Regions from separate parts of the Mus musculus genome. Here all the other regions are linked to region 2. Evidence: chromatin contacts called from public HiCAR-type and promoter capture Hi-C data. All regions are on one chromosome and are shown on one strand. Each heading gives the region's core, a stretch centred on a gene start, on an enhancer-like site or on the middle of the called end of the contact. The rest is flanking DNA. Distances are from core to core; before and after follow the strand shown. Region 1 holds the start of Cyb5b (cytochrome b5 type B). Region 2 holds the start of Dhodh (dihydroorotate dehydrogenase). Region 3 has its middle 10 kb from the start of Mir140. Region 4 overlaps Wwp2 (WW domain containing E3 ubiquitin protein ligase 2). Region 5 holds the start of Adat1 (adenosine deaminase, tRNA-specific 1). Region 6 holds the start of Terf2ip (telomeric repeat binding factor 2, interacting protein). Region 7 overlaps Cyb5b (cytochrome b5 type B).

Evidence for each region. Promoter capture Hi-C pulls out the DNA fragments that hold promoters and counts their contacts. HiCAR-type assays count read pairs that join an accessible place to other places. Capture Hi-C pulls out chosen DNA fragments and counts their contacts.
Region 1: a contact with region 2 is called in a promoter capture Hi-C map of the HPC-7 cell line. The contact joins the promoter of Cyb5b here to the promoter of Dhodh in region 2. A contact is called at or near these places in 7 of 39 promoter capture datasets (the HPC-7 cell line, cranial neural crest, hippocampal neurons and 4 more) and 3 of 115 datasets of contacts at active chromatin or transcription factors (astrocytes, embryonic forebrain and large pre-B cells).
Region 3: a contact with region 2 is called in a promoter capture Hi-C map of maxillary cranial neural crest. The contact joins the enhancer-like site here to the promoter of Dhodh in region 2. A contact is called at or near these places in 8 of 39 promoter capture datasets (3T3-L1-derived adipocytes, the C10 cell line, cranial neural crest and 5 more), 1 of 15 datasets of contacts at CTCF or cohesin (large pre-B cells), 1 of 484 Hi-C or Micro-C datasets (B cells) and 2 of 115 datasets of contacts at active chromatin or transcription factors (acute myeloid leukemia and embryonic forebrain).
Region 4: a contact with region 2 is called in a promoter capture Hi-C map of embryonic stem cells, with 4 times the contacts expected there. The contact joins the enhancer-like site here to the promoter of Dhodh in region 2. A contact is called at or near these places in 9 of 39 promoter capture datasets (the 3T3-L1 cell line, the C10 cell line, cranial neural crest and 6 more) and 2 of 115 datasets of contacts at active chromatin or transcription factors (astrocytes and large pre-B cells).
Region 5: a promoter capture Hi-C map of adipose tissue shows a contact between it and region 2, with 2.7 times the contacts expected there. The contact joins the promoter of Adat1 here to the promoter of Dhodh in region 2. A contact is called at or near these places in 4 of 39 promoter capture datasets (the C10 cell line, liver and pre-B cells) and 1 of 9 other capture datasets (adipose tissue).
Region 6: a promoter capture Hi-C map of liver shows a contact between it and region 2, with 2.7 times the contacts expected there. The contact joins the promoter of Terf2ip here to the promoter of Dhodh in region 2. A contact is called at or near these places in 2 of 39 promoter capture datasets (liver and pre-B cells) and 1 of 9 other capture datasets (liver).
Region 7: a HiCAR-type map of astrocytes shows a contact between it and region 2, with 6 times the contacts expected there. The contact joins the enhancer-like site here to the promoter of Dhodh in region 2. A contact is called at or near these places in 4 of 39 promoter capture datasets (hippocampal neurons, maxillary cranial neural crest, pre-B cells and 1 more) and 1 of 115 datasets of contacts at active chromatin or transcription factors (astrocytes).

Annotation. Positions count from the first base shown.
Region 1 is chr8:107,148,962-107,152,417 of GRCm38.p6, forward strand. Cyb5b (cytochrome b5 type B) reads left to right here and starts at 1,700. Exons shown (of 5, transcript NM_025558.5): 1 at 1,700-1,912. The coding sequence starts at 1,751.
Region 2 is chr8:109,606,855-109,610,096 of GRCm38.p6, forward strand. Dhodh (dihydroorotate dehydrogenase) reads right to left here and starts at 1,819. Exons shown (of 9, transcript NM_020046.3): 1 at 1,498-1,819. The coding sequence starts at 1,518.
Region 3 is chr8:107,559,880-107,563,305 of GRCm38.p6, forward strand. No RefSeq gene overlaps it. Among named protein-coding and RNA genes, the nearest start is that of Mir140, 10 kb to the left of the region's middle. Within about 2 kb of position 1,457, at least 126 of the 459 cell types and tissues checked have an H3K27ac peak or open chromatin away from gene starts, as enhancers often do. A contact at or near this core is called in acute myeloid leukemia and pre-B cells, where this site is marked.
Region 4 is chr8:107,518,478-107,522,116 of GRCm38.p6, forward strand. The region is part of intron 8 of Wwp2 (WW domain containing E3 ubiquitin protein ligase 2); the gene reads left to right. Among named protein-coding and RNA genes, the nearest start is that of Gm51547, 15 kb to the left of the region's middle. Within about 2 kb of position 1,539, at least 106 of the 459 cell types and tissues checked have an H3K27ac peak or open chromatin away from gene starts, as enhancers often do. A contact at or near this core is called in embryonic stem cells and second pharyngeal arch cranial neural crest, where this site is marked.
Region 5 is chr8:111,990,076-111,993,611 of GRCm38.p6, forward strand. It overlaps Adat1 (adenosine deaminase, tRNA-specific 1), which reads right to left and starts at 2,227. Exons shown (of 10, transcript NM_013925.5): 1 at 2,106-2,227; 2 at 130-337. The coding sequence starts at 298. Kars (lysyl-tRNA synthetase) reads right to left here. Exons shown (of 14, transcript NM_053092.3): 14 at 3,364-3,536. The coding sequence ends at 3,533.
Region 6 is chr8:112,009,841-112,013,327 of GRCm38.p6, forward strand. It overlaps Terf2ip (telomeric repeat binding factor 2, interacting protein), which reads left to right and starts at 1,519. Exons shown (of 3, transcript NM_020584.2): 1 at 1,519-2,302. The coding sequence starts at 1,642. It overlaps Kars (lysyl-tRNA synthetase), which reads right to left and starts at 1,514. Exons shown (of 14, transcript NM_053092.3): 1 at 1,370-1,514. The coding sequence starts at 1,428.
Region 7 is chr8:107,170,747-107,174,429 of GRCm38.p6, forward strand. The region is part of intron 3 of Cyb5b (cytochrome b5 type B); the gene reads left to right. Among named protein-coding and RNA genes, the nearest start is that of Cyb5b, 22 kb to the left of the region's middle. Within about 2 kb of position 1,950, at least 21 of the 459 cell types and tissues checked have an H3K27ac peak or open chromatin away from gene starts, as enhancers often do. A contact at or near this core is called in astrocytes, where this site is marked.

The DNA of each region.
Region 1 (3,456 bases), core at 450-2,949, 2.5 Mb before region 2:
GAAAGTCTCTCCCTGAACTTGGGGCTTGCTGTTTTCAGCTCTACCAGATGGCCAGCAAGCTCTCAGGAGCTGCCTTCCTCCACCACCACCCCAGAACTAGAATTACAGGCATAGGAAGGCCTGCCGGGCTTTTACTGCCGAGGGAGGGAATGGTTAAGTCGTCACTTTTGCTCAGCAAGTGCTCTGAGTCTCTACTGTGGTGCCTTTCCCCTGTGCTGGCTGGTTTTGTGTGTCAATTTGATGCAGGCTGGAGTTATCACAGAGAAAGGAGCTTCAGTTGGGGAAATGCCTCCATGAGATCCGGCTGTAAGGCATTTTCTCAATTAGTGATCAAGTGGAGAGGGCCCATTGTGGGTGGTGCCATCCCTGGGCTGGTAGTTGTGGTTCTATAAAAGTGCAGGCTGAGCAAGCCAGGGGAAGCAAGCCTATAAAGAACATCCCTCCATGGCCTCTGCATCAGCTCCTGCTTCCTAACCTGCTTGAGTTCCAGTCCTGACTTCCTTGGTGATGAACAGCAATGTGGAAGTGTAAGCTGAATAAACCCTTTCCTCCCCAACTTGCTTCATGGTCATGATGTTTGTGCATAGAATAGAAACCCTGACTAAGACAATGGCTTATAACCTGCAAGCATAATAAACCTTCTACTTCTCCAGCTGGTTTTGGTCAGTATTTATGAGAGCCATCAGAGCAAACTACAGTACATAGTTTGTGTAATTAGGAACTTAGGTTATGGAAAGTAGACATGGTGGTGTCCTTTTAAGCCAGCACATGGGAGGCAGAGGCCTCTGAGTTCCAGGACAACCAGGCTTACATACTGATACATTTCTAAACAAACAAACAAACAATAAAATATTAGTGAAAGAGGTTGCAAATAGTTTACAGAGTCATGAGTGCTAGGTTGTGAAGTAACACCGTGAAACATTTTAGGATGATCAGCCTCTTAGTTTTCACCGCAATTAAAGAGAAAGGCTCGCAACCTTGCACATTAACTTAGAATTCCAAATTACCTAGACTTTTAGCAAGGGTCATTTGAAGTAAATCCTATTTTAGGCCATTTAGAAACTAAAACAGTGTAGATGAGCCCTGATCACTGAAGAATTCAGTTAGAGATTGTTTTGTCAGTAGTGGAAGAAACTTAGGACATCTACCCTTGCCCCAACTGCTGTCCTAAGGCCTTGTACCTAAGAGCCATGGAGTCCAACGCCACTTGTGATTTACACAGTGGATTGCTGGGCTCACGCCTCTCTTAGCACACTCTCTTTAACACACATCCCAAACCTCTGGGCAAGGAAGGTAGAGGTCACCACACCCATTTTAATTGTTGAGCCTTTTGGAGCCTAAAGGGAACCAGTCTGGGGGACAGCAAAGCTTGTAACCCCGGGGGCTGCAATTCTGGATGGGAAGATCAAGGGAAAATGCGGGTCCGTTCATTCGGGGACCCAGGGTGGCAGGAAGGGAAAAGAGACGCTGGAAACCGGCTCTTTTCTTTTAGGGCCGGGCCTGCCCATGGGCCGAGCAGAGAGAATGCTCTCCTGTGGTGACACTTGTCACCCGGCCACGTTTAGGCGCTGGTCCAAAATCACGATATCTGATTGGCAAGGTTGGAGGGGCTGGTCGACGCCGATTGGCCAGTCGGACGTCGGACCAGGTTTACCCGGTTACGGAAGCCGAGGAGGACCCAGCGCGGGCCGGCAAGTCAAGGAAGTTAGCGGTGGAAGCCCAGATAGCGGCGGAGAGGGCTTCGGATCCCATGGCGACCCCGGAGGCCAGCGGCAGTGGCGAGAAGGTCGAGGGCTCCGAGCCCTCCGTCACCTACTACCGGCTGGAGGAGGTGGCGAAGCGAAACTCGGCGGAAGAGACGTGGATGGTGATCCACGGGCGAGTCTACGATATCACCCGCTTCCTCAGCGAGGTGCGGGCCGGGGAGGCGGGAGGCCTCCGCGCGCTGCCGGGGTGGGGGTGGGGAGAGGCCACGCGTGGCTGTCCGGCGCCCGGAAGGAACCGTGACCCTCGGAGGGGCTGCAGTCTCAGCCTCGACTGACAACGTGCGTTTCTCAATGCATGGAGCACTTGCAGGATGCTAGATCACACGCCAGGCCATCAACCCGTTTCCCATAAAGAGAAACTGAGGCTCACGGAGGCCGGGAGCTCTCAAGGGCACACACTTAACGACCTAATCGAGCCCAGTTCAGAACTGCTCCTTTCCAGGAAGTATGCCTTAGAAAGCAGTGCTTTGGGGGGCTTTTATTTTCTAGAGGAGAAGGCAGTTTTTTTAAAAAGTAAAAACAATTAAATTTTGTATGTGGGGGGGGTGGGGGTGGGGGTGGGGGCATCTGCATCTGCGTTTGGTGCCAGAGGTCAGAACCCCAGGAGCTGGATAAGAGGAGGTTGTGAGCCTCCTGATGTGGGTGTTGGGTACTGGATCTTCCGAGAAAACAGAACATGTGCACATGTGCTCTTATCCAGTGAGCTGAGATTCCTCCCACCCCTGTTCCTGGTTAGGCAGTAGAGTGTGTGGGGTGTGTGTGTGTGTGTGTGTGTGTCCGTGGAACTTTTATGTAGAGCAGGCTGGCTTCGAACTCAGGGATCCTTCTGCCTCTGCCTTCTGAACGCTGGGGTTAAATGTGTGGGCCACCAACACCTGGCTTTCAACCCTTTTGTTAGTGCTTCAAATCAAATCTTATTACTCAAGATCTCTTTGAGACTGTTGGGCCACAGATAATTTTCCTCTTTGTGACAGGGCGTTTTTCAGCTTATTACATAGTCTCTGTAGACCTTGAACTTCTAATCTTCCTGTATATGCCTTTCTAGGGATCAGATCGCTCATGCTTATTAGGCAAACACTGTCAACTATATTACACCTCTAGCTGGGGTTTGACAAGTGTATTTGACCATGTAGTCACTACAGTAAGGAAAAAGAACATTTCACCCCACTAAGATGTTACTCTCTTGTTCCTTTGCTGACTGTCAATCTTTTTTTTTTTTTTTTTCCAAGACAGGGTTTCTCTGTGTAGCCCTGGCTGTCCTGGAACTCACTCTGTAGACCAGGCTGGCCTCAAACTCAGAAATTTGCCTGCCTCTGCCTCCCAAGTGCTGGGATTAAAGGCGCCACCACTGCCCAGCCTAAAGATTCTTTTTTTTTTTTTAAAGATTTATGCATTTATTTATTATGTGTAAGTACACTGTAGCTGTTTTCAGACGCACCAGAAGAGAGCATCTGATGTGAGCTACCATGTGGTTGCTGGGATTTGAACTCAGAACCTTTGGAAGAACAGTCAGTGTTCTTAACCACTGAGCCATTTCTCCAGTTCTTGTTTTCTCTCTCTCTCTCTCTCTCTCTCTCTCTCTCTCTCTCTCTCTCTCTCTTTTTTTTTTTTTTTTTTTTTGGTTTATCGAGACAGGGTTTCTCTGTGTAGCCCTGGCTGTCCTGGAACTCACTCTGTAGACCAGGCTGGC
Region 2 (3,242 bases), core at 569-3,068:
ATATATAGTTCATCTCAAACACCAACTACCTCCCACAGGATTTTACATATACATGAATACTTTCCAGGAACACTGGCACCTTGTAATTGAGGAACACAGCTTACACAACAGTACCAAGAATAAGTCGTCATCCCTACAGCCTCACCAGAGAGTATGATGCTCTGCTTGTAAACCAGGGCACACCTGTGGCAATCATTTCTAAGGAGAGGCTTAAACATTTGACCATCTATAGGGGTGAGTGGTGCTCTGACTTCTACATACTAAAACGCATGTTTTCATTTCTCCTTCATACTGTGGTAAGAACATGGTGTTTGTTTACACTTTAAAATTATACCTAGAAAGGTTACCAGCATAAAATGTCATATGAGTATAATATAAAAGTGGTTACAATATAAACATAGCTTAAGTCTTGTTGGGCAGAGAACCACAACCCAGTCAAAAGTGCTTCCCTATGCTTTTCGATAACTATCACTGCCAGATGCTATGTGGCTAATGCACTCATTCGATCCTTCACCAAAGGCAAGCAAACCTGTTCTTCAGGAGAGTGTAACCCAAGAGACAAACTAATGGCCACATAAACATAGAGCCATGACAAGTGACATGAAGGGATAAATCATGGAAGGATCTTGAGGAAGCGAGTAAAAGCTGACTTTCAAAGGTTAGACACAAGCTAAAGAGGAGATAGCAGCTGGAGAAGAGATCTCTAGGTGGATGAGGCCAATGAGAGGGGCCAAGGCATGGGGGAGGGATAGACGGCTGCTTGGAACTAAAAGGAAAACACTGCTTTAAATGAAACAGGAGAAAAGAAGAGAGGCGTCAGCCAACATTTGGCTAACAGATTTGGTTTAAGTGCACGTGCTGCTCTGCCAGAGGAACTGAGTTCGGTTCCAGCTCCCATGTCAGGCGGCTCACAACTGGAGCTCTAGAGGATCCAAAACCCTCTGGTCTCAGAGGGTATCTGCACTCACGTGTGCACACACGCACGTGCGCGCGCGCCTACACTTTTTTTTTTTTTTTTAATGGGATTTGTCCACTAAACAAGGAAGTAGCAGATATGATCAGATTTGCCTGCAACACAAACCAAGTATTCATTCTCCCTCCTCGGGGAGTTTGCAGAAATTCCTCAAGTCAAGCACCAGTATCTGTGCCCTTTTTCCAGACCAGGGTCACAACTAAGAACTCTTCACATGGAACTTCCATTCTGACCACACTTGATCCAAAAGGGTGGCCTTATGTCTTATTTCATCCCTCCTTGGAGCGTAGGCGATCGTGTCCTCACAAAGGCCCGATACTTGGATCAATTTAAAAAAAAAAAAAATGCCCGCGTATCTCTCAGGTTCAGCCTAGCCTCTGCCCACATACGCTTGCTTTTTGCATGCCCTTAGCTGTGCACGTGCAGGTCACACTTCAAGGGTCCCAGCCTTTCAGTTTCCCAGCCTCATCCCCCTCCCTGCCGGTTATCCACACCACGAATGAGCTTCCCCGCGCAGGACTCACTCTCAGCTGTCTCCACGCCATGCTCCTTCTGCCATTAAGCCCGCCTCTGCCTGCATCCCATTGGAGAATGTGGGCTCGGCTCCACCTATCTCCCAAGCCCCACCAGCCGGCCCGCCCCTAGACGTTGATTGGACAGCCGAACGCGTGCGCTCTGCCCGGAGTCAGGCTCCGTGGCGGGACGTGCCTACTTTCTGTCTTGTCGCTGTCGCGCCTCCTAAGGGACGCTGCTCTGAAGTCGCGCACCCTTCCTTCGGTGCAACCGTGAGGAGGAGGCTTCCGGAAGTCTCGAGTGGGGAGCAGACGCTTCCGAAATCTGCAGACCAACCCCAGCGCCCGGTAGTGCGCACTACCCTAATGCTTCCCTGTCCCTGGGAAGGAAACAAAGGGCGATGCAGCCCGAAGGTTCCGCACGGTTGTCTTTATGCCGGTGCTGCGGTATGGCTTTCATAGCCCCCTTTCTGAAACAGAAATCCTAAGAATTCTGTTTTATCAGGGCAGTGGTGGCGCCGGCCTTTAATCCCAGCGCTTGGCAGGCAAAGGCAAGCATATCTCTGTGAGTTTGAGGCCAGCCTGGTCTACAGAATGAGTTCCAGGAGAGCCTAGGCTACAACATGGAGAAACCCTGTCTCTACAGGGAGAAGGAAAAAAAAAGTACACTCATGCAAACACACAAAAATTTACCCACTGGTTTTAAAAGTAAACTCTGAGGTGTTGATAAGTAAATATGGTTTTATTTTTAAGATAATCTTATGGTGTAGGCCAGGTTTTTCTAAAAACCAATCCTGCCTCAGCACTCAAGTGCCTCTGTGCCAAGCGTTTACAGAGGCCAGAGGAGGGCATTGAATCCTCTGGAACGGTAGTTACAGATGATTGGACCCACGTACTCTGGCCCTTAACCTTATGTTTGTATCCTATTGTCCCCCTTCCCACTGGTCCCCTTCCTTTTCTGGAATAATACTTCCCCACTTTAGGTCATAATTTGGGTCAGGTTACAGGAGGCTGGAGAGATAGCTCAGCTGTTAGCACTTGATGTTCTTGGCGAGGACCCAAGTTCCGTTTCCAGCACCCACATCAGGTAGCTCACAACTGCCTGTAACTCCAGGACCACATTTCTTCTGGGGCACTGTACTGGTTTTCCCATACCAACAGGTAGATGTGTGTGTGTGTACACATAAATTCTAAAAATAAGTCCTTTTAAGGTCTGTATCCTGCATACAAGAAAAAAAGCATATTTAGCAGTCTGAGATTGGCTTGCTTCATGTAACATGATCTCCAGTCCCATACATTTTCCTGTAAATTACCTCATTTTATTCTTTCTAATGGTTGAATGTTGTTCCATACCATATATGTATCATATATATCATTATCTTGATCTGTTTGTCTGTTACTGCTTCCATAAACTGGCTGTTGTGAATATTGCTCCAAAAAACATAGATATACAGGTACCTCGGTCATATGCCAGCTTGGATTATTTAGGGACTATACCTAGAAGTGACGTATCTAGGAGTTTGGGTTAGTGATTGAATGTTTGTTTGTTTGTTTTAAATTTGTTGTTCTGTGTGTGAGAGAGTTCAGACAGCAGCCTGCTATGGCAGACATGTGTAGGCCAGTAAATAACTCTGGGGGGGGGTGGGGGCGGGGGCATGGTACATGTATAAAGATCAGGGTACAACTCGCAGGAATCAGTCCTGTCTTTGCATCATGTGCTTTCTGGGGACAGAACTCAGGCTGTCAGGTGTGGCAGC
Region 3 (3,426 bases), core at 207-2,706, 2.0 Mb before region 2:
TCTTTTGATCTCTACAGGCACCACACACACACACACACACGATGCACATACATACATGCAGACAAAACATACTTGTATCAAAAGAGTTTTTTAAAGCCAAACATGCATGAGCTAGACCACCATCGGATGCCTAGATATCAAATGACTCCCACGTTCTGTGTTGATTCCAGGAGACAGAGACTGGCTGCCTTGCAGTTTTACTGACCAGTTCACCTCTGTCAGTTCCAAAGCCTTCTCCCTTTCTCATTCCCCCACCCCCGTCTTATTTTGGGGCGTGAGGACTTAAAAACAGGTCTGTGTTCTAGCTAAGTACACAAAACCTAGCTCTTTGCCCTTCCAAAGGGTTCTTTTCCCACTTGCTGAGGAAACATTATATTTTGATAAAATTATGAGGAACTTTCACCTGATACACAAAAGTTTCATAGTAAAGTTTTTGTTGTTTTGTTTTCTTGAGATAGGATCACACTATATAGCCTGGCTGTCTGGGAACTCACTATGTAGACCAGGGTAGTGCCAAACTCCACAGCATTCTGCCTCTATGGTGCCAAGCTGTTGAGTGACTTCTTTCATTAATGAGATGTGGGTGGCACTTCTCATGTTGGTCACCATGGGTTTCATTCCTTCACTGTCACGTGTCATTCATACCGTGAATGTTCTGTAGCAGACCCATTGCATTCCTGAGGTGAGCTGCGCGCTGATGGTCCAGCCGCTTGCCAGTGTCTGCGTAGCTTTGTCCTATGACCTCAGGCGGGCCCCTAGGAGACACTCCTGGAAGCTAGATTGGTGTGCACAGGAGGGTTTCTTAGGTTTTGAGACAGTTCTTGCCGTGAGGCACAGCTTGGGGCTTGATCCTCTTGCTCTGTCCCAACCACTGGGATAGCAGACACACAAACACACACATACACCCATACCCAAGCACACTTTTGTTTTAAAAATGTAAAATGTTCAAATTCAGACACACAAATGGTCTGTGCCCAAAGGTCCCCAACACTCTTTGGTCCCTCAGCCATTTTGGTCCCAGTCAGTTGCTTTCAGTACTGGAGCTATTCAGACCTGTCACCACACCAGCAACTCCCCATTGTTAGGTCTCAGGCCCTCCAGATGACTTCTGGTGGAGAAATGAAAACCTCTGGGACTTGTGAAATGAGTGTTCCACCCTCAAAGGTTGTCCCTCGCCACAGCTACTCTTCGTACTTAGAACCCTCCCGACGTGTGCTCTCAGTATTTTCTAGTCTCTGCTCTCTGGTGTGCACTCTCTCTCCCTTCCCCTCTCCTCTCCACCTTCCCCACCACCCCACTACCACCACCCCCACCCCACCCCCGTGCCTTCTCTCCTGCTTCCTAACTCTGGCCATGTCCCATCTGCTTTCATTTCTTCCCAGATGCTTTCTAATCGTCTTTAATGGAGAGGTCACGTCAGCAGTTTCTTTACTGTGCCCCACACACACTCGTGACCTCGTCAGGCATGGGCTACAGTGTCTGGTTTCCCTTTCCTGTCTTCCGATTACCCTTACTTACGCTGTGTAGCAGCACGTTATAAATGCTTCCCGTTTCCCCAGTTTGAGCCTTGCTTAGTGCTTTGCACAGTCAGCCTCTGACCGAAAGCATCGAGATCTAGGCTTTAAACTGGGCTTCTATTTTGTGCGGCTTTATTGTTATTTACATCAGAAAAGTGAAGCAAGAATTTGCTGTGCCATTTTGGAAGCCTCGGTTTGATTTCTTTCGGCTTTGTTGTAACTCTCTGTGCATGGGGGTGGGGGGTACATGTGAGTACTAGGCTGCAAGCCCCTGTATGTGCACATGCTGTGGACAGAGCAAGTGTCTCCCGCTGCAGCTCCGCACAGTTGCTGGTTTGAGATGGGCTGTCATGGAGCCAGAAGCTGTTTTAGCAAAGCAGGTTGGCCAGCCGGCCAGCTCCCACATCTGCCTGTCTCTGCCTCTCAATGCTGGGGCGGCAAGTTCTGAGCAGCCATTCAAGCTTTTTGCATGGGTGCTGGACATTCAGGCTCAGGTCCTCAAGCATTCTGACCCACTGAGACACCTCCCCAGCCCTGTTCATTTTTGAGACAAGCGCTCATTCAGGTTAACCCAGGTTAACCCCAAACTTGTTCCGTAGCTGAGGCTGGCTTTGAACAGCTGCTTCTCCTGCCTTCACCTCAAGAGTGATGACGTCAGGAGCACATGCCTTGGCAGGTGTAACAGATTTATAAGATTTTTGTTACATTTTAAACTAATTTATGGGGGGAGGGGGCACCCATGCCCTTGCATAAGTGTGGAGGTCAGAGGACAACTTGCAGGTGGGTTCAGAGAATCAATCAAATCAAAATCAGCCTTGGTGGCAAGCGCCTTTACCTCCTAAGCTGTTTCCCCTGCTCCACTCGCCCTCTTCCGTGCAGGGTCTCAGGGATCCCAGGCTGGCCTTGAACTTGCTAGCGAGCCGAGAATGACCTTGACCTTTGTTTTTCCCTCCCTCGGCTTCCAAGTGCTGGGCTTGCACAACAGAGGCTGGGGGCTGAGCTCTGGGCTTTGTGAATAATAGGCAAGCACACGCAATATCAACGGAGCTACATCCTCAGCTCCCATTCCAATGTCTTCATTGTAGCAACCAAGTGACACAAGCAAACCACAAAAAGAAAAACACGAAGGTTCCATTTATATGAAGTGGCCAGAACTGCAGATAAAAAGTAAATAGTAATTGCCAAGAGTGGGGGAAGGGGGTTGCTGTCTACTGGATATAAATTTCAGGGTGTTTTTATTGTTTGTTTAGTTTGGGTTGTTTTTTCTCTTGTTACTGAGGTTTTTTGTTTTTTGTTTTTTTTTTTTTAGACTTTAAACATGAGCACATTGTCTCATTACTTTCTCTCCCACTCCTGTGATCCCGCCTCAAGTCCATTCTTTATTGTCACATACACAGTATGTGTGTGCACTCAGGGTACTGTGGCAGAAGGACTGGGGCTTACCGTTAGTCTAGCCTATATAGTCCAATGTTGCATGGGCCATATAGCAGGTGTCTGTCTCAAAATGTCAACAATAAAAAGAACAGGTGTGCTTGGGTGCACCTGTAATTCCTTCCGCTGTTAAAAGCATCTTCAGCTACATAACTGATTTAAAGGCTAGCCTGGGCTACACGAGACCTGCCTCAACAAACCAGCAACAGCAAAAACCGGGAAATGCTTTGTTTTTGCATTCCCCGATAACATTGTCCTCATTGTCAGACTTGAGAAATCCCTACCACCTGTCGCTGCTTACCCTGGAATGTCTTTCAAACACCTTTCTATACATTTGTGCTACTTAGGGGTAGAGCTCAGGTCTACAGACGTGGCAGATAAAGGCTGGTTTTTATCAACTTGACGTGAGCTTAGACACAGTAGGGAAAACACCTCCATAGATAAGATTGGGTAAGTCTGTGGGGCATCTTCTTGTCTA
Region 4 (3,639 bases), core at 289-2,788, 2.1 Mb before region 2:
GTGTTAAGTTGGGTACTCGTCTTCTTGCTCTCTTTGTGTAGCAAAGATCTCGACCCAGATGGCAACTCCAGCAAGACAAAGGAAAGCTCATTTTTGACTATGTAGTGAGTGGAGATTAGGACCATGGATTCTGGGAACTGACCACATGGTTCAGTGGATAAAGGCACTTGCTACCAAGCCAGAGTGTTTATGTCCTTTGACAACCACACACACACACCGTATAAACAAATGTAGAAAAAAAATTAAAAGAACATGGGTCCTGTTCCCCCCCCCCCCCCACACACACACACACACAGGATAAACCACACCACACCAGCAGTTGAATCCATTCCTGCACCTCACCCTTGTGGCCTGGCTGTATGGTTTACATGTTGATTATGTGCTGATAGCGAGCATCCCAGTGGAGGGACTCCAGTAAACGGTGTGTGTGAAACATGCGGAGAGACATGCGAGGATTGCTTTGAAGTAGTTTTCAAGGAGACACAAGGCGGGAGACTGCTTCTGACCTGGGAAATGGTCTTATTTCAGTTAAGACTGTGGTCAGGGCTGGTCCCACTGTCCACCCTGGTCATCAGTATGGTACCAAATAAACCAATGTCCCATGCTGGCAAGATGGCTTAGTATAAGGTGCCTGTCACCAAGCCTCACCCCCTGAGTGGAGAGAGAGAGCTGACCCCTGCAGCTTGTCCTCTAGCCTTCACACTTGCCCAGTGGCTCATCCCCTACCCCAAAAAATGCTGTTGTTAAAAAAAAAAAAAGTTTTTGGTGCACAGCTCAGCAGGTGAAGGTACTTACTATCCAGTCTAAGTGCCTGCGCAGTCCCAGTCCCTGCGTGGAGGAAAGGGCTGAACCATCCCACACAGACACACAGACAGAAAGGAAAGTTTCAAAGGAGCCCGTGTCTGTCCTGCTCAGCACTAGTGACCTGTTGAGGCAGGCTTGAGGACGCTGTGGATTCCTTCAGTGGATAATTTGTACAGACATTGGAAAGATGTCACCTGCTTCATTTCTGAACTCTCAGTTGTTAAAAATCCTCTATCAGAAAGTGTGTGTGATTTTTGCTGTTTATACTAAACATTCATGAAACTCCTTTCTCCTGATAATGTGCTGATCAAGTGAAAACCATTGCAGATAGTTCTTATTATCTCAAACCTGAAGAAAACTGGAGTGGTGAGAGGGAGCTTTGAAAAGGCCATTTATTTTTATTATTATTATTATTTGGGGATAATGTGTTTGATTTTGAAAGAAGATTATTAACCAAATGCTTGTGTATCCCTGTAGAGATTTTATTTTCTATTTTCTAAGTGGGAGATTTTATATTGTTCTTATTTTCAAATTTGTGTGCTATAATTTGAGAGAAACAGAGCAGAATCATTTTGGCAAAAAGGAGAGAAAATGGCTGCCTATGTCCCCAGTGAGCTGTTTGTTTTCTTTCCAGAGCAAATGCCTGGAAGGCCGGCCTCACTTCTGTGTCAGTCACAGGCAATTAGGGCTAATGGCTCGACATGTCTTTATGCTGGGCGTGTGAGGCTTACTGTTCTCTGGGATTGGGCACTTCCTGCTCCTAGCAGTTGGAAAACTCCAGGCTCTGAGAATGTTCTTTATTCAGCAGCCCAGGGAAGCCTGCCCCACCCCTTTCCTCTCTTGGCCAGAGGCTAACCACTTTTCTGCGGTGGAGTTTGGACAGTGTCTGTTTCTTAGAGCATTTAGAATGTGACAAGGCTCATGAGAGTGTGGGATGGATGGGGTGAGGAAGTGCTGCTGCCCACTTTTATGTGTAGGATGTTCCAGAGAAGAGTATGGAACCCCCAGTTTTCCAGGGGTACTTGGTACTTCACTCAGTATCTGGAGGACCACGTCAGGGCTCAGAGTTTGCCGCCTTTGACTGAAGCCAGCCACCAGCACTGGTGAGCTCACAGTAGTGGGGACAGCAGACGTTTGGGTTGGCTCTTTGGTATTGGAACCCAGAAAGGACACAGTTTCTATATTGACCCTTCCAATTTGTAAACCTGAAATGCTCTTCAAGAGGGCACTGGGAGAAATCACAGAATACCTTTATCTTTTATGAAAATTTATAAACAAGGCATGTAAACTGAGCTTCTGCCAGTGTCCAAAGTACAGGCCATTGCCTTGACATGATGCATATTTCTTTATTTAGAAGTTTTTAGTTATGTGTTTTTAAAAAAGTTTGTATAAGTGTGTGTATATAAACACACAGAGAAGCCAGAGGACAACTTTTAGAGAGTTTGTCCTTCTAGCCTGTGGGTTGTGAGAGTCAAACTCAGGTTGTGTACTTGGTGGCAAGTGTCTTACCTACTGAGCTATCTCACTGGCCTGCGTTTGTCCATTAGATAGATTATTCATTACTGTTTAAGAGATGGCAAGTCCAGGACTGGGCTTGGCAAATGTAGAGCTAAGTGAGAAATGGTGTGTGCTCAGAATAGTTTATGACGTCTGTTCTGGTCCCACTACGTTCTCTCTCTGGGCACCTGATCCAATCCCTTGGTGTCCTTGAGAACTTGATGCCAGCTCTTATTTCTCTATCTTGGGCCCACTTACTAGCTGTGTATCTTAACTCAATCTATACCAGAACATCCTCTGATCTATCCAAACCTGTCCTGAATATGGTCTACCATTGGCCCAGGAGACCACCAGACCATTGTCTTTCTTTACATTAATTTTTTTAAAGATTTATTTATTTTATGTATATGACTACACTGTAGCTGTCTTTAGACACTCCAGATGAGGGAGTCAGATCTCATTACAGATGGTTGTGAGCCACCATGTGGTTGCTGGGATTTGAACTCAGGACCTTCAGAAGAACAGTCAGTGCTCTTAACCGCTGAACCATCTCTCCAGCTCCTACATTAATCTTTTAAAGTAAAACTCTAAGATGAACTTTCCTGCTTGAAATGCCACATTTCTTCCTATTGTCTCTCAGGATAATTTGTCAAATCCTTAAGTAAGCTGGAAATCTCTGACAAATGGGGCTCCATCTACCTATCGGCCTCCGTGGAAGCCACTCTCCTGTACTCTAAGCTCCAGTCCTAATGAATTAGTTTGAGCCATGAGCTACCATCTCTCCTGACTGAGGATCCTCCCCCATGATGGTTTCTTTCAAAACATCCTCAACGTCTTGACTTTTAATTGCTTAAGTTTCAGGTTAATGACAATCCTCAGGGAGGAATCAGCCTTTCTGATCCCTGTAGACATGGATGGATGGATGCATAGATATATGTAAGATGTGTATGCATGTCTTTTCTCATACTTGTAATCGCTTGATCAAGTCCCTCTGTCATAGCGGGCTGTAGGTGTCTAGGAGCGTGGCACAGAGTAGGCCCAGGACACACTTGTAATGTGTGTGTCTAAATGTTGTTGTCCCTCTCCATTTCTCTCTTCCTTTTCACCCGGATGAATTTCTCTGCTTCTGAGGCTTTAAAGAGAGAACATCTGTGACAGAATATTACATTTCCCTTCATCTCTAGGTTGACTGGCTCTGGGTTGGGCTGTGTCTGTCACAGGTCAGAACACCGATCCTCATTTACAAAGGCTCCTAGTCCTCCTAGTCACTGGATGCTGTTTGAGTGAAATATTTCTGAACAAACTAGATTGCTTGCTTGGGCCTTGGGTGACTCTGTT
Region 5 (3,536 bases), core at 977-3,476, 2.4 Mb after region 2:
TGGGGTGGTTTGTCGCCACCAGAAGTACTGCGCCACCTGGTGGGCAAAATGGGGAAAACACCTAACATAGTTCCCATAACCCAGTAAGTTGCAATGGTTGCTGACAGGGAGAAAGAAAGGGGCTCTCACCTTGCACTTCCTTCTCAGGGATGTCACAAGCTTGGTTAGCTGAAGCCTGAATCTTCACCACAGCTGCCAGCAAGGTCCACTCACGATTTGGCTCAGGCTTCCCCTGCTTGGGCAGTCTGACGTTATAGTGTGCATAGCACAGCTGAGCGATCTCATCCGCGGTCCACATAGGTGGAGCTGGAGCTGAGGCCACTATAGAAAGCCAAATCTATCAGAACAGAAAGGAGAAACAGCGTAGTAAGATAGAACCTCACTCCAACACTCCAGCCATCTCTAGTGAAGCCCCACGGTGCTCAGACTAAGGTTGTTTTTTTTTTTTTTTTTTCTTATTAACCTCCCTCCCTTCCCATCTTTAATGAAGAGTGAAGCCCAGGGGCCGGGCGTGGTGGTGCACGCCTTTAATCCCAGCACTGGGGAGGCAGAGGCAGGTGGATTTCTGAGTTCGAGGCCAGCCTGGTCTACAAAGTGAGTTCCAGGACAGCCAGGGCTACACAGAGAAACCCTGTCTCAACAAACAAAACAAAACAAAAAACAACAAAAAAAGAGTGAAGCCCAGAAGACAAGCTATTTCTTCAAGATCAACACAAATGATAAGTTAATGAATGTGGCCATTCTATGTTTTACACTGTCCTCTCAGATTTCAGCTTGCTTTGGGCATGTTAGCACCTTACAAGGTTTCTTTTGAGACAAATGTTCTTTTCCTCCGTTTCTAATCTACCTCACTCCAGCAAATTTCCAAAGTCTCTCACTGAAAGCTCTCACAGCAGCTGTGTTTAAGGGTGTGGGCATGGAGTTATACTTTCTAGGTTTCAATCTCAGTTTTAATACAGATGAACTGTGTGATTCCTGGGTAATTAGTTTTCACATCTGTTAAAACATGACTAATAGTATTTAACATTTTTTTTTCTAGACAGGGCTTTTCTGTGTAACAGTCCTGGCTGTCCTAGGACTTGCTCTGTAGACCTGGGTGCCCTGGAACGCACAGAGATCACCTGCCTCTGCCTCCTTTGTGCTAGGATTAAAGGCACGTGCCACCTAGCTAGTATTTAACATCTCTTATAAATACTTAAAAAGGCAAATGTCTATATACTGTGATTAGCATTCAGAAGATACAACATTTGGTGATCTGGGAAATTTGTATTGGTGGCAGAAGAGAAGCAATGTAACGGGCACACCAAGCCACTTCCATACAACCTAACAGAACATTATGCAGATCAGATCTGAAAGAGGCCTACAGTTGGCAGAAGAAATTCTCTCACTCTTGGCTGTTAGCGCTCACTGGATATAGCTCGACTTCAGTCGATTATATAAAAAGCTCCGTAGATGAGCTCACGCGATGGCTAGAGATGGCAGAGCATTTGTAGAATAAACAACAGAATTGTTTTTTTTGTTAGTTTGTTTTTTTTCTGAGCTCTGATGCGATGTTTTGGCAAGGTATTTCTAAGACTTCTGCAAAATGCAGGCACATTTTGCAGTAAATGGTAATGACTATTCTGGCAGGGGCTGACAGAGATTGTAACTTTCAAGTCTAACGCAGAGAAGTCTTGTATTTCTAGAAGGAATCCCAGAATCCTGTTAGTTCCTGATAGGCATCACAGAAGTTTATTTTATGAAGGTAGCCATCTGCCATTAAATTCGAGGTACACATTAGAACTACAAAACAAGGGGACGAAGCGGTCCAAACTACATCACGTCATTCACGCAGTTGTCGAACGTTTCGATATTTTGGGTCCGCTGTAATTCATCTCTACAACCCCAGGGCTCCTTCATACGAAGCAGCTCACAACAGGTATTGCTTTGGCTAAAAATAACAGTGCAAAGGTTGAAAAAACAAACAAACACTTCTTTTCCCACCCTTCCTACCGCAGGGCTGGAGAGCCTAGCAGGGCTGAGACCCCTCCCCGTGGGAGCAGTGGACACAGGTCCTCACAGTCTCCCCCCACCGCCCTCCCCTCGGCCAACTGTGTAGAGCTAACCCCGAGACGCCGATCCGGAGTCCCTCACACCCTATTATCCACGCGCCGCAACCTCCACGCGATGCCCCTCTACCGCCACGCTCGTTTAACCAGGTTGCGCAGCGGAAGTGACGCCCTAGAGGGCCGCTCCGGTCAAGCTCTGCCCGCAAAGCACGCTGGTCTTTGTAGTCTGTGGGAACGGTGCAAAGGGGAGGAAGCCGCCTCCGCAGCAAAGACCGACTTAGCTCGCATCTCATCAAAATTTTGAACAGAACTATAAGCAGATCCTCTGACAGTTTCTCACCTCAGTCATGGGCTTGGATGACCTGGCCCTCACTCATTTCTCTCATAACCCATTGTTATTCTTCAAATCGTTTCTTTTTTTTTTTTTTTTTTTTTCGAGACAGGGTTTCTCTGTGTAGCCCTGGCTGTCCTGGAACTTACTCTGTAGACCAGGCTGGCCTCGAACTCAGAAATCCACCTGCCTCTGCCTCCGGAGTGCTGGGATTAAAGGCATGAGCCACCACTGCCCGGCTCTTCAAATACAGTCTTATGGACATATATGCATGTATATATTTTAAAAGATTTATGTGCGTGTGCCTGTATCAATTGTCAATTTGTGCACATATGTGCATGCAAATGCCCAAGGCAGCTAGAAAAGGGTATTGGGAACTGGATCACGGTTGCAAGCTGCCTGACACACGGGTGCTGGGTACTGAAGCCTGGTCCTCTGTAAGAGCATCAATCCCTTGCAGCACTGAGCCATGTCTCCTGTACTGCAGTCTAAGTCTGCCTCCAGCCAAAAGGAACCTGCACTGGATCTGGTCTGGTTCTCCCTCAACTCTGCACTCAAGCCCTAAAGAAAATAAAAGGGATTTTTATGGAAGAAGTGACTTGACTTTTGTTCTCTGGTTGTTTCCAGTATTTCAGCACAATGGCTCATACTGAATAGACAGACATTAATATACATTTATTAGAGATTCTGACTGCAGGTGGGGCCGAGAAGTTGGCTTAGGAGTTAAGAGCACACCCTGCTCCCATGGGGCTGACCTTCGTTTTTCAGCCTCCGTGCTGGGCAGCTTACAGTGCCTGTAACTCTGGCTCTAAGGGACCCAACATCTCTGGCCTCAGGGCACCTGCACTCTAAATGCACACACACACACACACACACACACACACAATTGATAATAAAAATAAATCTTAAAAAGAATACAATGACAGAGCTCTAATTAGACCACTCATCAGACCAGCAGCCCGGGGGAGAAAAAGTAACACTGCATGGGTAAAGAGAGAAATGATTTATTTGGTAACGAGGAATAAAAAGAACTTCTTTAGTTCTTCTCTCTTGTGGAGGTTGGACTGCAGTGGCCAGATGGACGGCGCCACACAGGAATCGCTCCCTCAGACCAGATCTGCTGAGATGCAGACACCATAGTTGCATGTGCCTTCTAG
Region 6 (3,487 bases), core at 269-2,768, 2.4 Mb after region 2:
AAGATTACTACTGAGATTAGACAAAGTTTGTATAGTGCCAGCGTGGTGTTTAACGGGTAAATTAAAGTCAAAGGTATATTTAAGAAAAGTAACTTGAGGGCTGGGTGTGGTGGTGCACACCTTTGATCCCAGCACTAGGGAGGCAGAGGCAGGCAGATTTCTGAGCTCGAGGCCAGCCTGGTCTACAAAGTGAGTTCCAGGACAGCCAGGGCGCCAGGGCTACACAGAGAAATCCTGTCTCGAAAAACCAAAAAAAAAAAGAAAAGAAAGAAAGAAAAGTGACTTGAAAGCAGCAGTAAGGCTTCCTTAAATTACCTGAAAACTGAGGTACTTTCTTTCGCTTGTGACTCAAAATTCCAACTACTGATTTAATAAACTCACCCATCCTCCGCTAAGGAATCCACTAAACTGCTCACACAAAGGACAACCAACCAGGGAGCCTGCAACCCATAAATTTAAACATTTTCTTTAAAATCCTTCTAAACCACACAAAGCAGAAACACAGCCATAAAAAGGAAACCCAGTTATTATCTAGAAGGTTTCTGGTATTTCCCTCGGGGATCAATAAGGGGATTTATTTATTGCTAGGGTACTAACGAAAGCAGCCATGGTATGTGACAGCTTAAACTAGTTATTTCCTACAGCTTTGGAGGGTACTATGTAGTTCCAGGCACTAAGAAGACATTCAAGTCATTGCTAGTGTTCTGTGGGTCAAGTGGACTAGAGTGTAGTCCTAAAAGCAACCAGTTAAAGGGAGGGTAATCTTATCTGCCTACTCAATTCTGGGATTTGGAGTGTTTTACAAAGATACCCCCAGCAGTGCAAAGGGAGCCTGGTGTATCCCGCTAAATAAGGCCACTTGCTCCCGTGTCACAGATCCTTTGAGTGACACATATGGGTAGGTACACTATTGTTTCAGAACGTACCCCCTTTTAACACCCAAGGTGCAGAATAACCTTGGATAGGCCAAGGATAATGTAAAGGTTCTTCTTTTAAGAACAAAGATATTTAACCATTTTCCAGTCTATCCGTTGGGGGAGTGGTTCAATTAAAAGAGCATTTCTTAGAAGGTAGGGAAAAGTTAGTTTCACTTTTCTTTGCTACCATTCCCGGTTTCTGTGCTGGCTTTCCCTAGGTATGCTCGTCCCTACGGCTAGGACCAGGGAACCCATCAGCCACGCAGTTGATCCTCCTGGGGCATCCTGGAGGCTGTAGGTTCTACGGCACTGCATCTCTGTCCCAGCATGTGCTCACCCACCGGAAAAGACAAGAGGGACCCCAGGCACAGTCGCCTTGGCGGGAAAACTCCAGGCACTTCCCATCGGAACACTGCAACAAGAGACACTTAGAGATCTTCAACGACACTTACTTCTTGCTTAGTTTCTGCTCGCCATCCACTTTGACTTCACTCTCCTGCAGCGTGGCCATCTTCCCCACTGGCCCGACCCAGAAAAAAAAAAATTATGACTAGCGTAGAACTAGAACTTCCAGGTCGTGGCTCTAAGTCCTGCCTCTTCCGGGAAAGAGGGCGGGCCCTCGGCCGGACTCTCGCTGCGCAGGCGCAGTGCTGGGCTCCTCCGGCGGAGAGTCCGTCTTAGTGGTGTCGTTTCTGCGCTTTACTTGTACAGCGGGGCGACAGGTATGGCGGAGGCGATGGATCTGGGTAAAGACCCCAATGGGCCCACTCACTCCTCCACTCTGTTCGTGAGAGAAGACGGCAGCGCCATGTCGTTTTACGTGCGGCCCAGCTCGGCCAAGCGCCGGCTGTCGACGCTCATCCTGCACGGCGGCGGCACCGTGTGTCGGGTGCAGGAACCCGGAGCCGTGCTTCTCGCCCAGCCCGGGGAGGCGCTGGCCGAGGCTTCGGGCGACTTCATCTCCACGCAGTACATCCTAGACTGCGTGGATCGCAACGAGAAGCTGGACCTGGAGGCCTATCGGCTGGGCCTGACGGAGCAGGCGTCCGATCCGAAGCCCGGGGCTTCCACCGAGGGCTCCACGGAACCGGAGCCGCAGCCCCTGACCGGGCGCATCGCCTACACCGACGCGGAAGATGTGGCCATCCTGACCTACGTGAAGGAGAACGCCCGTTCGCCCAGCTCGGTCACAGGCAATGCCTTGTGGAAAGCGATGGAGAAGAGCTCGCTCACGCAGCACTCCTGGCAGTCGCTCAAGGACCGCTACCTCAAGCACCTACGGGGTCAGGAGCACAAGTACCTGCTCGGGAACGCCCCGGTCAGCCCGTCCTCCCAGAAGCTCAAACGGAAGGCGGAGCAGGACCCCGAGGCCGCGGATAGCGGAGGTGAGGCCGGCACCTTCGGGGCTCCGGGGGGCGGGGCTGCCTGCCTGTCAGCGAGCGTCTTTTTGGGCGCCGTGGGTGGCATAGCTCAGCCCCTCTTCTCTGTTGAGGTCCGAAGCGAAAGTGCACCGTTTCCTCTTATCCCTTGTTTTCTGGTTTTAATTTGTCTTTTCATTTAACTTTTCCTTCCCGTTGACTGGATGTTTGTTCGTTGATGGATTTGGGTTTGGGAGGGCGGGGAACTTGAGTCTCTTCGCTGTGTCGCCCAGGCTGTCCCCAAACTCTATGCCTGAAATATTCTCCTGCCTTCGGAGTGACTGAGACTACGGAACAGTAACTAGTTTACAAAAACGGCTCTGTGTTCAAAAGGAACACAGTACAGTATATATGGAAATCTTCTACCCTTCCTACCCACCATACCCAGGAGGTAACAGGGTAACCTGTTTCTGTTTTCAGAAATTTCAAAGATATTTTCCCTTCCCCCTTTTTCCTTCCTTCCTTCCTCCTCTCCTTTTCTCCTTTTCCTCCACCTCTTCTTGCGCCTCCTCCTCCTCCTCCTCCTCTTCTTCTCATCCTCCATCTTTTTTATTTGAGAAAAGGCCCCTGGCCGTTCATTTTAAGATATTGCCTATATTCTGGTCTTACTCAATATAAACTATGTGAATGGCATGGCAGGTCAGTTTACTTTCCGTATTTTGGCTTAACTGAATGTACTTCTATATAAAGAGGAAAGTTGCTTTGTGGTCTTCTTAGGTGAGGTGAATTTCTAAGCACTTGAGGTTAAGATCTGGCTGTGATTAGTGTATAGTACAAAGGTGTCGCTTTTTTTACTTAGGTCGTGTTGTAAGTTTGTTTTTTGAGACAGCCAGGCTGGCCTCCCAAGTCTAGGCAATCCTCTTACCTCAGTCTCTAGAGTGCTGGAATCACACAGCTGAGCCACCATGCCTGGCTAAGATATCTGCCTTTTCTGTAACCAGTATTGACAGCTTAAATGGCAGACATTTTTGACTTTAAGGCATGCTTTCTCCATTTGGGCTGTGTGTGTGTGTGTGTGTGTGTGTGGGGAGGTAAAATCTATTTCTCTAGTTCAGCATGCTTAAAGAGCACTGAGTGCTCTTCCAGAGGTCTGAGTTCACTTCCCAGCTCACAGCCATCCTTAGTGGGAGCTGATGCCCTCTCCTGGTGTGT
Region 7 (3,683 bases), core at 700-3,199, 2.4 Mb before region 2:
AAACAAGCAAAAAACCAAAATGATAACAACAAAAAATTCCCTGGGGAGATTGCTCAGTGGCTAAGAATGCAGTTGCTCTCCAGGAGATGAGGGTTGATCCCTAGCACCCTTCTGGTAGCTCCGAATTGTTTATAATCCCAGTCCCAGGGGTCCAGCCTCCTCTTCTGGCGTCTGCTGACCCTGCATACACACTGTGCACAGTGGCATTCCTATAGGCAGAACAGTCATGCATATAAATGAAATAAAAAGAGCCAGAGAATGTGATCTATGCTTTCAGTCCCAGTGCTTGGGAGGGAAGACAGACGGATCTCTGCAAGTTCATCTTCACTTTTATCCAAACAACAATTCTGGGTTTTTGTTGTTGTTTTTGTTTTTCATGATAGAGTTTCTCTGTGGAACAGCCCTGACTGTGCCTTGTAGACCAGGCTAGCCTTAAATTCCCCGAGATTCCCCTGCCTCTGGCTCCTGAGTGCTGGGATTTAAGGTTTGTGTCACCCTGCTTGGCTCCCAGAATTCTATTTTTTTTTTTTTTTTAAAGATTTATTTATTTATTATATGTAAGTACACTGTAGCTGTCCAGAAGAGGGAGTCAGATCTTGTTACAGATGGTTGTGAGCCACCATGTGGTTGCTGGGATTTGAACTCCGGACCTTCGGGAGAACAGTAGGGTGCTCTTACCCACTGAGCCATCTCACCAGCCCCAGAATTCTATTTTTAAGGAATTTGGACTTTACACCTGTCAGGAAAAAAGGAAAAGCTAAATCTTAGACAGAAGGAATCATTTTAACATTTCTGTTGTGAGCCCAGCCTTGAATGGCTGAGACAGCTCTTCAGCCCAGTAGGAAACACCTTATTAATGCTCTGCGAGCTTTCTTTATTGAGACTCCAAAGTGTGTTTACTGTGGCTTTGAAAGAAATTAGTTTATGGGTTCAGTTTGGGAAGACCTCTTATTTTTACTTAAAACATGTGATGGATACTGTGATAAATTTTTTTTCTACAAGATATCTTCTTTATAATATAAAGGTCTTTCTTAGCCAGGCGGTGGTGGCGCACGCCTTTAATCCTAGCACTTGGGAGGCAGAGGCAGGCGAATTTCTGAGTTCGAGGCCAGCCTGGTCTACAGAGTGAGTTCCAGGACAGCCAGGGCTACACAGAGAAACCCTGTCTCGAAAAACCAAAAAAAGAAAAGAAAAGAAAAGAAAAAAAAGGTCTTTCTTTCTTTCTGTCCTCATTTCCTCAGAAATTTAAACTCCTCTGTGCTCAGATTGTCCACACCTTCCCAGTTCTCTCACCGGCTCAGCTAGAACAGCAAGTGTAGCACTTGGGTGTTGGAAACCCCCGGTGTGCTTTGCCTCACTTACGGACCAAGAGGAAAGCGTGGAAGTCTTTTCTACTTCCTATAAGCAGGCAGTGGCACCTCCCATGTTCTCGGCTGCTTCCCTTGACTTCTGTCATTTAGAGGTTGTTCCGTGCCCTTTAGTAAAGGGATAGCAGTCTGGGTGTCTCCTAGCTCATCCTGGACACAATAGTCTCCCCCTCTTCCTTCTAGATTCTCATTCTTCATTGAGCCAGGAAATAATGAGCGGGTTTGACACAGCAATTCAGATTGGCCTGGGCACAAGAATTCTTTCAATTCAAGAGGCTGCTTGCTTGGCAGCGTGTGCCTTCTGTTGCCCTGAAATCCAGGGTGTGTATATAATTAACTCTTCTATACTGCTCGCTCGCTCTGTTAAGTTACTAAGGAGATGGAATGACTCTTTAAACGTTTGTGACCACTGACGGTTGGTTTTCCCTCTCCCTCCTCTTACCTCACTCAGTCTTGAATCCTCTTGTGACATTAAGGTAAAATTTGAGCTAATATGATCTTAATTGAACATTTCTAGAGAACGCCACCCTGAGTCCAAGCTTTCACAGGCGACCTTGAACCTAGTGGCCCTCACCAGTTTCCCAAGGCGATCATGAACGCACTCATATGTTAAAGCAAGAGAAAGACACTGGTCAGTTACGGTCTCTAGAACTCTATCAGTTGTTTCTTGTTGGTTTTCTTATTGTTGATACAGGAGGCACAACGTTTGTGCGGAATCCACTGCAGTGTTTCAGAAATTCTGTTCCTTGCACCAGTGTTCTTTTCCTGGGCTTGCACTAATTCTGTTTAGAATCTCTGGAGTCGAGCTAGCTTTGCAGTTTGTTTGTTTTTTTTTTTAGATAATTTATTTAATTTTATTTTCTGTACATTGGTGTGAACGGGAGCTACAGACAGTTGAGGGCTGCCATGAAGGTGCAGAGAAAGGAACCCTGGTCCTCTGGAAGAGTAGCCAGTGCTCTTAACCAGTGAGCCACTTGTTCAGCCTCCTGGGTTTGCACTTTAAAGAGCACAGGTGATAGGAAGGAAGGCAGGCAGCACACCCTGTGCTGACCGACGTGCCTGTCTGCCTGCCACTGCAGATAAAACCCGGGGACACTGAATTTGCTCCTGTGCAAGCATTGCTGCCTTCTGTAAGCCAAGCAATTAGAGACTGATCAGCTGAAATAAAATGATTGGCCCTGGATTTTCCCCCCCTGCAAGAAGTATAGAAAAGCCTCCTCGGAGCACCAAGTAGCATGGTGACTTAGATGTGGAAATGTAGTATAGCCCCATCCAGGTTAGGGAGGGACGGAGAGCTGTGCTTTCAAGCCTGTTTTTCTCCAGTTACTTGTTCCCCAGGGACCCGTCTCCATTAGGATCCTTCTGGCTGTTGTTTGTTTCCAGCAGGTCGTCTCTTACCCTCCAGGCACATTAGGCAAAGGCAGCCTTTTGGAAAAATTTCAAGGCTACCTACCAGGTCTTCATAGAATTATATTCCAAACTGATTTCTTTTCCAGGAAGAAAGTCTTGATCCCTCAGCTTTATCTCCGTGCTTGATGTTAGCAAAAGGCTGAGAAGTGATCCGGCTTCTCACAGAGGATGAGGCAGACACTTCCTATCCTAGGATGCAGAGATGGCTTTCCTTCCCGAATGGGAGGGAAGCTCATTTATTAATTAGTTTCCTTTCTGTGGTTCAGGGTTTCTGAATCTGTAAAAATATGATTTCTGAAGCACAGCCTTCATTTTTGTGGGATAGAGTTCTCATCTTCTCCTTCCCTTCCCTTCTCTGCACCACTTCTCCCCCTCAGGCAGCCTCTGCCTTCTTCCCAGAGAAAGTCAGTGTTCCAGACCTGGGTCTGCTGTGTCTGCTGAGGATGACCTCGAACTTCAGCCCTCCTGCCTTCCCTTCTGGAGCTCTGGGTTATAGGCATAGGCCACCGTGCCCAGTCTTCATTTCCCTCTTCTTTTAGAAACAGCTTTTCATGTTCCAGCTAATAAGTGGTAATGGTCACCATTGTTTCACAGTAGACTGATAATATCCCAGTTGATGGCAGCACATAGTACAATATAAAATTTTTGAAGATTTTTAATTTGTCGATCTGACAAGTTTATTTTTCTCTGTAGCTTTGGCTGGCTTAGAACTAAGATCAGCCAGCCTCTGCCTCCCAAGTGCTGAGGTAGAAGGTGTGCCATGACACCTGCTTTAGTCGGTAATAACTAATTAGAATTAAAAATAATTCTACTCTTTGGGATATGCTGATGCCATATGGTCAGACTGTTGTCTTCAAAAATAAAAAAATAATAAAAAGAGACTTGGTAGGTGGGGTAAGAGAGTCA